2 separate regions of the Mus musculus genome follow, and region 2 is linked to region 1. A link is a contact called in public HiChIP or PLAC-seq data. All regions are on one chromosome and are shown on one strand. The core of a region is the stretch at or near the end of the contact, and the rest is flanking DNA. Distances in the headings are between cores, read along the strand shown.

Region 1 (5,512 bases), core at 2,789-5,288:
GTTCTAGACATTCTGACTACTGCATTGGGTCTTATTTCATAGTGGTGCCATGATCTGGTGAGCACCTGTCAAGGATTAAAAAAAAAAACCAACTTGAGGGATAAGATCAAGAGTTACTGACCTTAGAGATAGGCAGGTCTGAACTGGGACCCCAGCCCTGCAACTCTCCTACTGTGTGTCTCTGAGCAAAGTACACAACATCTCTGTGTCTCTATTTTCCTATGTTTCAGTGCTATCATGTATCCCATGCAGCAAGCACTTGGACATGCAGCAGGTAATCATGTCTCCCTGGCTTTGCCACTAGACAGCTAGGTGTCTTAAGCTGAGCCACTGTCCCCTTCTGAGGTCTCAACTCATCTATCAAATGGTCTAACTAATAATATCCACAAACTGCTTCTGGTTTGATGATTCATGGAACTAAGACTTAATTAATTCTCCAAGTTAAGGAAGAGAGGAGATTTTAATAATAGTAACAACAATAGTTCCAGCCATGTATTGAGTGCCTACTTTGTGCTAGGAACTCAGCTAGGTACCAGTCCTTCCAGCCCTTACACCTATCACAAATCTGTACCCCACCCCCATCCCCCGGGCTGTTGGCTTCCAGTCTTCTCTCCCTTTACTTCATCCTGTACATGGGCCAGCCTTAGCCTCCACACACTTGATCTTACGTCCCAGCAGCTCCCCAGTGCTCTCAGGATCAAGTCTCGGTTTTCTTTCTTTATGTGGTGTGTGGGTGAGTTGTCCACTCAGGCCCTTGATTCCTGAATGGAATCTCCCGACTCTGGTGTCTTCGTTTAGTCCTCCCCCAGTGTCTCACACCCAGTAGGTGTTCAATAAATATTTGTTGAGTCAATGAATACATAGAGGAAGCATTTTTCTAAATTAGGCCACAGAAACTGAAGTCATTTGCAAGCCAGCCACAAGAGCTGGGCAAACTTCTGTGTGCCATGTCTATTTTTATTTACTTAAATATTTCCTTTTTTTAGATTAAATAAGAGTATCTCAAAAGGAAACTTTACATCATATTGTAACTAAAAGACCAATATTGCTTGCCAGAAATAGATCTCCCTGAAAATGAGCACAAGGTCGAAGCAGAGATACACCCAGTGTATCCTAGACCCTGCTGCCCACCATCGCTGGAGGTACAGAGCTTTCACGCATGCTTGTCCTTGCTCCTGAGAGATATTAACCTCTGCTCAGCAACAACCCGAGGCTTGTCCTGTTGTATGAACACTCCCCTGACCACAGCTAGGGCCTGGCAGTGGACATTTTGGAAATGAGATGTTGCAGGGGCTGCCACCAGACTGTGACCTACCTGACAAATTCTCACTTGGGCTTTTCACAAGGGGCTGGGGGATCCCACCTGTGCCTGCCTTGCCTGTACACACACACACACACACACACACACACACACACACACACACACACCTGCCCCATGCATCGGAGATAGCACTCTGAACTCTACCATGCCAAGTTTGTGGTTTGACACCATCTGCCTAGTGGGCATGCCTTGAGGGATAAAGCTATCCTGGAGGCATCAGGGTGGGGATGGGGGACAGGGTGTGAGGAGGTTTTAATATGCAATAGGCAAACCTAAGAAGCTGTCTCAACAGCTGGGGCAGCTTTCAGTGGAAGGTTGTGGTCGTTTGACAATGCTTGGCCCATGGAAAGTGACACTATTAAAGGTTTGGCCTTTTCTCAAGGAAGCATGTTACTGTGTAGGCGGGCTTCGAGGGCAGCCCCTAGAGTTCAAGCTCAACCCCATGTAAAAGAGACCCTCCTGCTGCTGCCTTTGGATCAAGATGTAGAACTTAGGCTCCTCTCCAGCTTCATATCTGCCTGCATGCTGCCATGCTTCCCACCATGACGATGATGGGTTGAACTTCTGAAACTGTAAGCCAGCCCCAGGTAAATGTCGTCCTTTATAAGAATTGCTTTGGTCACGGTGTCTCTTCACAGCAACGGAAACCCAAAGTAAGACAGAGGTCAAACAGATGCAAAGATGGAAGTAAAAGCAGATCAATCATTCAAGACAGAGGGGCTGGAGAGATGGTTCACTGGTTAGAGCAGTAGCTGGGCTTTCAGCGAACCTGGATTTGGTTCCCAGCACACACATACTTGCTCACAACCATCTGTAATTCCAGTTCCAGGAGATGCAAGACTTTCTTCAGAAATCTGCAGGCACCGGGCACACACAAACGAGCATACCCACAGGCAAACATATAACATTAAAATGAATTAATCTTTAAAAGAGAGTAATTCGATTATTCAGAGAATCATTCTGCCTTCAGGCACAGCTGGATCACAGGGCTCAAACAACTTACATCCCTCCTCTGCCTCATTTCTGCCTTTCTCTGTGTTCCCTTACATTCAGGGAGGCTCCATTGCAGGCGTGGCGACCCCAGACTTAAAAACCTATTGGTGATTAAGGCTTTTGGGACAGGTCCTAGGTGGAGGTGCCATTGACCTAAAGTCTGACACTTGCCCTTGCTTTGAGGTAATATACCCTGGCTGGCATGGCTCTAGTCACATTTGCACGTAGGGTCAGGAGCTCTGTATCCAATCATATGCTTATGAGACGTGGGGAGAAGACCCTATAGTAAAAACTGAGCTCCCGAGACTAGAAGACGTTGAAATGATCATCAGGCAAGCCAAAGCACCCTCCCCACTTGCCTCCCTAATCTTTTTTGTTTTTTGAGATTTAGGGTTTCTCTGTGTAGCCCTGGCTGTCCTGGAACTCACTCTGTAGACCAGGCTTGTCTCGATCTCAGAAATCCACCTACCTCTGCCTCCCAAGTGCTGGGATTAAAAGCTGCTTCCCTAATCTTGTTGGGAGCCACGGCCACATTTCCCCTGACAGCTTTGTCGTTTCATCCACGCATCAGCTCCCACCCCAGTGGCACTTTCATGGGTGGACCTATGCCTCATCCCAACCTAGGCTGGGACCCTCATGGGTGGCCCTGGCAGAGCTTGTCAGTCTGGGCTCTCGAAAGGTTGTTTCGGAAAAAGCCCGTTTCTTTCACTTGCCCCATAAGAAGAGCAGTGGCCTGTGCGTCTACCATTGTGTCCCTAAGCCCAGACCAGAGTGTGTGGGGCTCACGGGAGCCCCAGAAAGATTCATTTGAAGTACACACAGTCAGCACCTGGTAACCAGTCAGGAGGCCATAGGGCCCTAAGCCTAGATGCTTGTGGGAGGAAGTGCGGAGAAAGAGTCAAAAGCTATGTAGCCTTTGGAAGTTGAGGTTGGAGACCCCAGGGTTAATGCAATTAGAGGATGGGAAGTCAGATATTGAATGCCAGACCCTGGGATAGAAGCAGGAGGCCATTGAAATTGGAGATAATGAATTCTTTCTGCGTCTTTGGGGAACATGGAAAAGGGAGAGATGCCCCTTTCCCCAAAGCCTCCACGGAAGGAGCCAGAAGGTCTGGACTTGGAAAGAGGTAGCTGGAGCTGGCCAGGGGCAGAGGTGTTCTAGATAATCCCTCACGCCTCAAGAACTGCAAGCAGAGCACCTAGGGTCCTTAGCCAACCCTGGGGGTTTCCAGTTTGTGGTTTGCTGCACACACACACACACACACACACACATCCTCCAAGACCAATCCTGCAGTGACAGTCTTTCCCAACCTAGTAGCTCAGGTGGTAACTTTGTTTCCCAAGAAGGAAGCTGCAGACAGGAGAGGTAGAGAGGAGGGAAGAGTCCTACCCCACTGCCACAATGCTTCCAAGAGAGATGTGACAGAGCCAGAGAAACCAAGAGACCAATTAAGGTAGACCTTTGAGGCCAGGAGACTGAAGGAGGGTGGAGGCCAAGGAAAAGAGGGAGAGGGAGCAGGGCTGGGAGAGAGAGAGGAGGTGGGAGGGAGATGGGGAAGAGAGGAGGCAGCAGGCAGAGAGAAGAGGCAAGGCGGGCAGGGCCTAGGAAGGAGGGGAGCAGGGCAGAGGGAGGAAAGAGAAGGGGGTAGGCGGAGGGAGGAGGAGGCAGGCAGAGGGAGGGGGAACAGGGCAGAAGGAAGAGGGAAGAGAGAGTAGGGCAGAGGTAACTGGGAGAGAGGAGCAGGAACAGAAAAGGTGGGAGATGGAGGCTGAAAGGTAGGGGCGGGCAAGACGGCACGGACAAGCCCCGCCTAGAGGGCGTGTCTTGACAGCCCCGCCCCCTCCGCCGGCCCTGGGAGCCCTAGAGAGCTGAGAGGTTGCAGGCGAGCTGCGCGAGCCCAGGAGCCCAGGCGCCCGCGTCCAAGCGCGGCCGAGCCCGGAGCGGCCCGCGCAGCCCCGGCCGCAGGTAGGAAGGGAGGCTGGCGTCGGGGCACTGGGTGGAGGGCGGGACCCTAGGCTGCATCGTCCCCCGTCCTCGCCCCACGACGTGCGCCAGCTGCATCCCAGGGATGCTCCGGAGGCGGGAGGGTCCCAAGAGGCCAGGTGCCGTCTATGTCCTAGTTCGTTCGCCAGCCGACGGCGGGGTGCCCAGGAGGGAGCCAGACCAACCTGCGCCACATCCCCAGTCTCCGCATGCCTTATTTATTAGGGGCGGGAGGATGGAGGGGCTGGGGACTACCCGAGGATGGAGACATCTCCTTCCCATCCCGGGGCAGCTCAAGCTCTTAAGAAACCTTGTCTCTAAGAAAGTGTACAGCAGCTGGGACTGAGCGCGCGCAAGCTGGCGCTGCTGTCCTGTTCACCTGAGAGATGCCCAGTGCAAAAGGTGGGTCGGGCCAGGACTTCCCGTGGTTTGCCTTTCCCAGGTTTTTTCTCTTTCCTTTCTGTGGCAATTATCACGGCTTCTCCATGCTTCCCTCCGTACCCACCCACCCCATGGGTGACACCCACAGATGTCCCGTTCTGTGTTTGCTTTAGGCTTCCAACAAGAGACTCAGAGTGGGCAGCTTTGTACGGAGCCAATGTCCTCTCAAAACAGACCTGAGTCTCAAGGGGAAAAATGGGTTTTTGAAAGCCAGTTTATAAGACCAAGACACCTGAGGTCTACTGGCTGGACCTCCTGCCCACCCACGAAGATCAGGGGTGAAAAGGACTGTGGCCACATCAGGGAAGGGACTATGTCCAGCCGAGTGGAACTTGATGCTAGCCCCAGTTTTTCTATGGCAAACAGGGAATGTGTTGGACAAAAGAAAAAAAAAATGGTGTGCTGGGTCCTGCCTATGTTCTCTGTTGTGAACTTTGGTGGAAACAGTGGAGCGTGCATACCCCAACTTCCAAATTGCAAAACAAAAGCGATCTGTGGGAATTCAAAGTGCCCTGCAGTCTTTCCCCACCCCAGTTCTGGAAAGGATGGATCAGGTCTTGATCAAAGCATCCTCAGACCCTCTTCCAAACGAAGGAGGCAGAAAGAAAGTGGCTCTGGGAGGTGTAAGTCCCTGCAGAGAAGAGAGAAAGAGGGAGCTTTCCCTAGAGCTGGAGGGCAAAATGGCTGAGCCTCCCTTGAGCCTCAGAAAGGAATTGCCAGGCAGGCGGCAAACAAAGAAAGCGCTCTGCTCCAGCCAAGTGCTGGCTTGGTGG
Region 2 (5,638 bases), core at 211-2,710, 47 kb after region 1:
AGAACCACTGCTCTAAGGGCTAGCCAGGGACTGGGAGTGCCTCCTCCAGCCAAAGATCCACACACAAATCCCAGGGGTTCCTGAAAGGCTCTGCCCTGCTAGAGCTCAACCTTCAGCCCTCTTCCACTGACCCCAAGTCTCTGATTCACCTCTGGTTCTGCCAGGGAAGCCCTGGTGTGACCTCTAACCCCTGCTTGGGAAAATCCTACACTTGTGGGTCGCTCCAGAGTACCACAAGTCTTTGAGAACCTTCCCTCCCCACCAGCTCTTGCCCTCGCTTGGCCTGTGCTCTGGGGGCTCCAGGGGAGACGCAGGGTGCCATCTTGACGAGTTCTTTGCAGCTTCACGGTCATCCCCCTCTCCGGAGACAGAAACTTTTCTTCTAAAGTGCCTGCCATGTCGTAAATGATGTCACCCCACTCATCCAATTCCACTCTCTGCAGTTTCTATTACAGCTAATTTGAAAATATTACATGGAAAAATTCCAGAAATAAGCAATCCATTCGCTTTAAGTTGTGGGCCATCCTGGGTACCACGATGAGAGCTCGCATCATCCTGCTGCATCCTACACAGGATGTGAGTCACGCCATTGTCTAGCATGTCCACACTGTGTACACTGCTCACCATCTTGTCACCTAGTAGCTGGCCTGGTCACCAGACAGTAGGGACTGCCAGAGTGCCTGAGTGCCACAGTGCCACAGCACTTGTGTTCAAAAGGGACCATTGATGTCATAGTCCTGCACCGCCACCACTCTTATGCCATGAGCCTCCCTACATCTCATCTTGTGGGCGTGACATCAGCTTGCACCACAGAAGGGTGAGTACAGAGTACAGCAAAATGGGATGCTCCAAGAGGCCATGTTTGTTTGACCACAGGGCGGGCGGGGGGGGGGGGGCTTGTTCATGTTATCAGTGTCTACTGTTGTTGATTTGTAACTGTACCTACTCTATAAATGAAGCTGCCGTAAGTGTGCATGTGTGGGAGGGAAGGGCCTGAGCAGGTTTGGTATCATTTGTGATTTCAGGCATCCATGGAAGTCCTAGAACATGTCACCCTGGGAAAGCAGGGTACGCTCTGACTGTCTGGATGGTAATAGGTGGCGGGATGAACATTGAGAAAGCTGGAAGGCAGATTAGGTAGCCTTAATTAATAATATTAATATTTCTTAATTGATAAATTAGGAAACCAACAAGCAGATAAATTAATGGATGATCGAATCCGGGCCCAGAGATAGCTAAGGGATGGGAGCTTCTGCCAAACTTTGTCAGTGCTGGTTCCCAAACCTGGCTATGGGTTCAAGTCCCCACCCCCACCTCAGAGCCACTCACTCAGCATCAGTAGATGTAGGAGGAGGCAGGGCAGCATTTTCAATTCCCTAGTGCCTAGAGTGCAGTAGAGGGATCTCAGAGTGTGGCTCCCAGGCTCTCACAGCCTAAGCAGACATCTGTGTTAAGTCTCATTATGCTTGCCTGTTGGAAGGGGCTGATGTGGGCCTGCTCATTTGCATGTCTGATAAGCTTCCAGTGCTCTGCTGCTGGCTGTGATCAATTGAGCCTGTGTTTGTCTCAGGACCTTTGCAGGGAGATGGTGGGAGGAGGGAGGAGGTGCTGCCCGCTGGTCTGGAGCGAGAAGCCTCAAGAGTGGGATAGATTGCTCGGTCAAATATCATTCTTTCTGTTCTCATCTTTGTAGATGACACAGCTGAGGTCTGGGGACGGGTATCAATTTGTCTAAAGCCTGACATCAATCTTAGGGGGGGGGGGAGTTTATTGAGCACTGCTGTGTGCCTCAGACACACGTTTGATGTCTGGTACTCAAGGCCAGGGTAGCCCTCCCTCTTGCTTGTTGACAGCAACCTTCCTGGGTTCATCTGTAGAAATGAGAGGGTCCTGAGGGATAGGGAATCGGCTTTATCTCCTGGCTTGAGAAAAGTCAAGAGCTGTGCAGGCACCTTGTGCCCCATACTATAAAGAAAGGAGCAGACCTCTGCCCCCTGCTGGCCCCTCTGCTCTGGGGAGTGGAGTGAACTGCAGGTCTCCCTTGGGTTGCTCGGGTTTCACACAGCTCATCTCCCTGTCTGTAGCATGCTCTCTGGAGATGTCATTGGAGGCAGGGGACCGGAGCCCAATGACCACTTTCCATTTTCTTCTCACACCAAGCTCTGATGTTGTTCAGGTATCAGGCAGCCTTGTGCTGTAGGTGAACATGGCTCTGTCTCAGCTGGTTGGTGAGTCTTGACTGGTCTATTCTAGTCGTATGGTCCTTTGCCCTGGAGAGTAGTTGGAAATCTGGGTGTGGGAGTAATCCTAGCCAATGAGATATGGTAGGTAGACTTGAAGCGTGGAGTTAGGAAGGGTTTGTGTGATTGTGTGTTGTTTGAGACAGGGTCTCTTTGCATCCTGGCTAGCCTAGAACTCACTTTGTAGACTGGGCTCGCCTCCAACTCACAGTGATCTCCCTGCTTCTGCCTCTTGAGTGTTGGGATCAAAGACATCTGTCATGTCCAGCATTTTGGGGTCTTATATGGTGGGTAAACAGATGGACACATGGGTGGGGAAGTGGATAGATGGCTTGTGGGGGTCACAATCAACATGTACAGTGCACTATTAAAGCTAAATCAAGGTGGCAGACACTCGGGTGGCCAATATACTATTAACTTACCTATGTTTAGAAACTTATGTCATTAAAAAAAAAAAAAAACGAAACAGGGTGGCAAGTATTTAATGAATCCAGGCATGTGCATGCTCTAGGGCCCAAAACTTCTACTCCCAAAGGTCTGCCTAACAAGAGACAGGCTTAGTGTTTGTTCCAACCCTCCCCTACCCCAAATGACAATTTGGGTTTCGCTCAGGCTGGACTCTGACCCATAGACACTCAGTATTCCTCAGAATTCTTATAAAGTGGCTTTGTTTGCCAGGAGAAGCCCTTTACTTTCTTATCTGCTCCTGCAGCCAGACTCCCGTTTCTGGAGAGGGCAGCTAGTCTTCTATTATCTCAAGCAAGCTTCCCAGGGATCAGAGCTCCACACTGGTTCCTAGGCTGTTCCAGATAAGGCTCCCTCCTCCCAGATACCCCATTCTCTTCATAACCAGCTAGATTTTCTCCGGGTCCTGCTTTTTTCTGCTTTCCCAAAAGAGGCCTGTAGCCGTCCGGAATAAACTTTTTCTTTTCCACCCACAGAGCAGCCATTTTGATAGTTTCTCTCCCATGCCCTAGAATGCACACGCACGGTATTTACCAGTAGATAGTACAAGAGCATTCACGCCAGCATTTCAACAGCCTTCACTGGAGGCCTCAGCGCTCACCAACAGGAGGATAGGTAGATTGTGAGATTTTTCAAATAACGGAAATAGAAATGAACAAGCCGGAGCTCCACGGGGCAGACTTGACTTCATCAATACAACCCTGGGCAAAGAACGCTGAGAATACCGTGTGTGGCAGCGTGAAGGCAGAGCTCAGAATCAGACCAGCTGAGCTGCCTTGCCTGTGTTGGGACTGATGACCAGAGGGGCACAGATGACCTAAAGGCTTGATGACCTGGTGCTGGCTGCCAGGGAGTAGTGGAACCTCACTTTCTTCTTTATTTTGTACCTCAGTTATGAGTGCCCCTCCCTGACTCTCTGTAGCTGGGTGAGAATGCTTAGCCCCACCCCCGCACCCCCCACCGCCCTCCCATCTTATGGCCAGGTGTGGAGAGGCCAGTCTTCTAAGATGGCACACCAGAAGGACAGGACCCGGCCTCCTGACAGCCTCTATGGCAACCTTGACTCTGACCTGCCTCCTGGCTTCTGTTTCAGATGGCAGATGCCTTCTCTAGCTGAGCCCTTTGCTAGAGTTGGCACTGCAAGCCTAACAGAAAAGGCCAGAGGCAAGCTTGGGTCCTGCAGGTATTGGACAGGAACAGAATGGTGGCGGCTTTCTCCGGGGAAAGAGCACGGCTTTTACCACAGTGGGGACTGGAAAGCAAGAGCAGGCTGCTTGGCACAAAGTGAGTTGGTATCGAGCTGGGGCTCCCTAGTCTTGTATGTCAGGACAGTGGGAGTAACGGGTCTCTCCTCTGCACTGTCTCTGTGAGTGCCTCACCCAAGTCGTGAGTTCCTCTCAGTCCTTGACGCTAGGCTGGGATAGGAACAAGCGTGTGGGGTGGGGAGGGCTAATCACCCACCAGTCATCCTCCCCTCCTTGCTGGTAAAATGGAAACCCATTCTGTTTGGGCAGCAGTAGACACAATCCATTGAGCAGCTTCCCAAGCCCAGCTTCTCCTTCCACCTCTGCAAGTGCCCTTCGCTCTGCCCAGAGTAGGAGACCATACCTGCCTTCCCCCAAGATGGCCGCTCCAGGTTCTTTCCTAAGGCCTGGAATTGGCGCCCTGCTCCAGAAAGACATCCTGGACTCTCCCACTTCTGTTTGGAATTGCTCCACCCCAAGATGCCACATCCCTACTCTGTTGCAGAAACTAACCTGACTAGGGCAGTGAGGGAATAAAGAAAGGGCAGAGATATACATAGGAAAGCCGGGATTGGATAAACTGGGCCATCTGATGGGGAAGCCTCGGCACCCGGAAACGCAGTGTGTGTGTTATTTGAAGTTCAACGGGGAGGTGGGTTATTATGGCATAGAGCTGATTGAGGAAGTGTGGTTAGGACACACAGATAAAGTAGGAGATGGGGGATGCCATGCAGCTGGATCAAGGAGATAGGCTTAGCTAACCTCAGTAGGATAAATCTCTCTGTGTGTGTTGGGGAGCAATCTTCAGGCCATAAACAAGGGGAGAAAGCTATGGTGGACCATATATACATATACATACACATACACATACACATACACATACACACATACACACATACACACATACACACATACACACATACACACATACACACATACACACATACACACATACACACATACACACATACACATACACATACATATACATATACATCATATACATATCGTCATAGGAATATGGATCAGAGGAAGCTTTGAAGGACAGGCTTTCCCATTTCCCCCATGGGTTTTGAGTTAATGTGGACCATGATACGGACGTGCCCATGTCTATAGCACACATTCATCAGGGCTTTGCTCACTCAGGACTTCCCCTGCTCTGCACACCAGGAAGCCAGGAAAGAGACACTTATCCCCTGGGCTGAACTCCAGAGATGCACATCCTCACTCAGCTACTTAACGGCTTTCTGAGTTAGCCACACAGGCCTCACTGGCCCTGCTGATACACTGAGGGACTGAGAATCAATCAGAATAAGACCCACATCAAACCCCACAGTGATCTTCCCCTCAGATGATGAGCCCTGACAGAATCTGCAGAACCGCCCAGTCCATCAGGAAGAACTAACACCTGGTGGGATGTAGCTGTCAGGACCAGGAGGGAACCAAAACCTTGGTGCAATGTGATTCCTATGGTCCAGCACAACTCTGCAAGACACATGCCGCCATCGGCCCCAGTTTACAGAGAAGAAGCCAGCTGTCAAAAAGAATTTACTCTGTCAGCCATTTCCTGCTCATCGCCAACGTACTCAGTTCATTCACCTAGAAACTAAAGCAGCCACGGAGAGCTTTCTTGCCGATTAAGTAAATGTACAGACATGTTGGGAAGCACAGTGGGCAGCGTCAGCAGGG

The links. HiChIP or PLAC-seq counts read pairs in DNA pulled down with a chosen protein or histone mark.
Region 2: an H3K27ac HiChIP or PLAC-seq map of oligodendrocyte precursor cells shows a contact between it and region 1, with 3 times the contacts expected there. The contact joins the enhancer-like site here to the promoter of Slc6a1 in region 1. A contact is called at or near these places in 10 of 39 promoter capture datasets (the 3T3-L1 cell line, cranial neural crest, embryonic stem cells and 7 more), 5 of 484 Hi-C or Micro-C datasets (adipose-derived mesenchymal stem cells, cortical neurons, myocytes and 1 more), 6 of 115 datasets of contacts at active chromatin or transcription factors (embryonic forebrain, embryonic hindbrain, embryonic midbrain and 3 more) and 2 of 9 other capture datasets (adipose tissue and pancreatic islet).

Annotation. Positions count from the first base shown.
Region 1 is chr6:114,278,597-114,284,108 of GRCm38.p6, forward strand. Slc6a1 (solute carrier family 6 (neurotransmitter transporter, GABA), member 1) reads left to right here and starts at 4,039. Exons shown (of 16, transcript NM_178703.4): 1 at 4,039-4,280.
Region 2 is chr6:114,328,286-114,333,923 of GRCm38.p6, forward strand. No RefSeq gene overlaps it. Among named protein-coding and RNA genes, the nearest start is that of Slc6a1, 48 kb to the left of the region's middle. Within about 2 kb of position 1,461, at least 27 of the 459 cell types and tissues checked have an H3K27ac peak or open chromatin away from gene starts, as enhancers often do. A contact at or near this core is called in oligodendrocyte precursor cells, where this site is marked.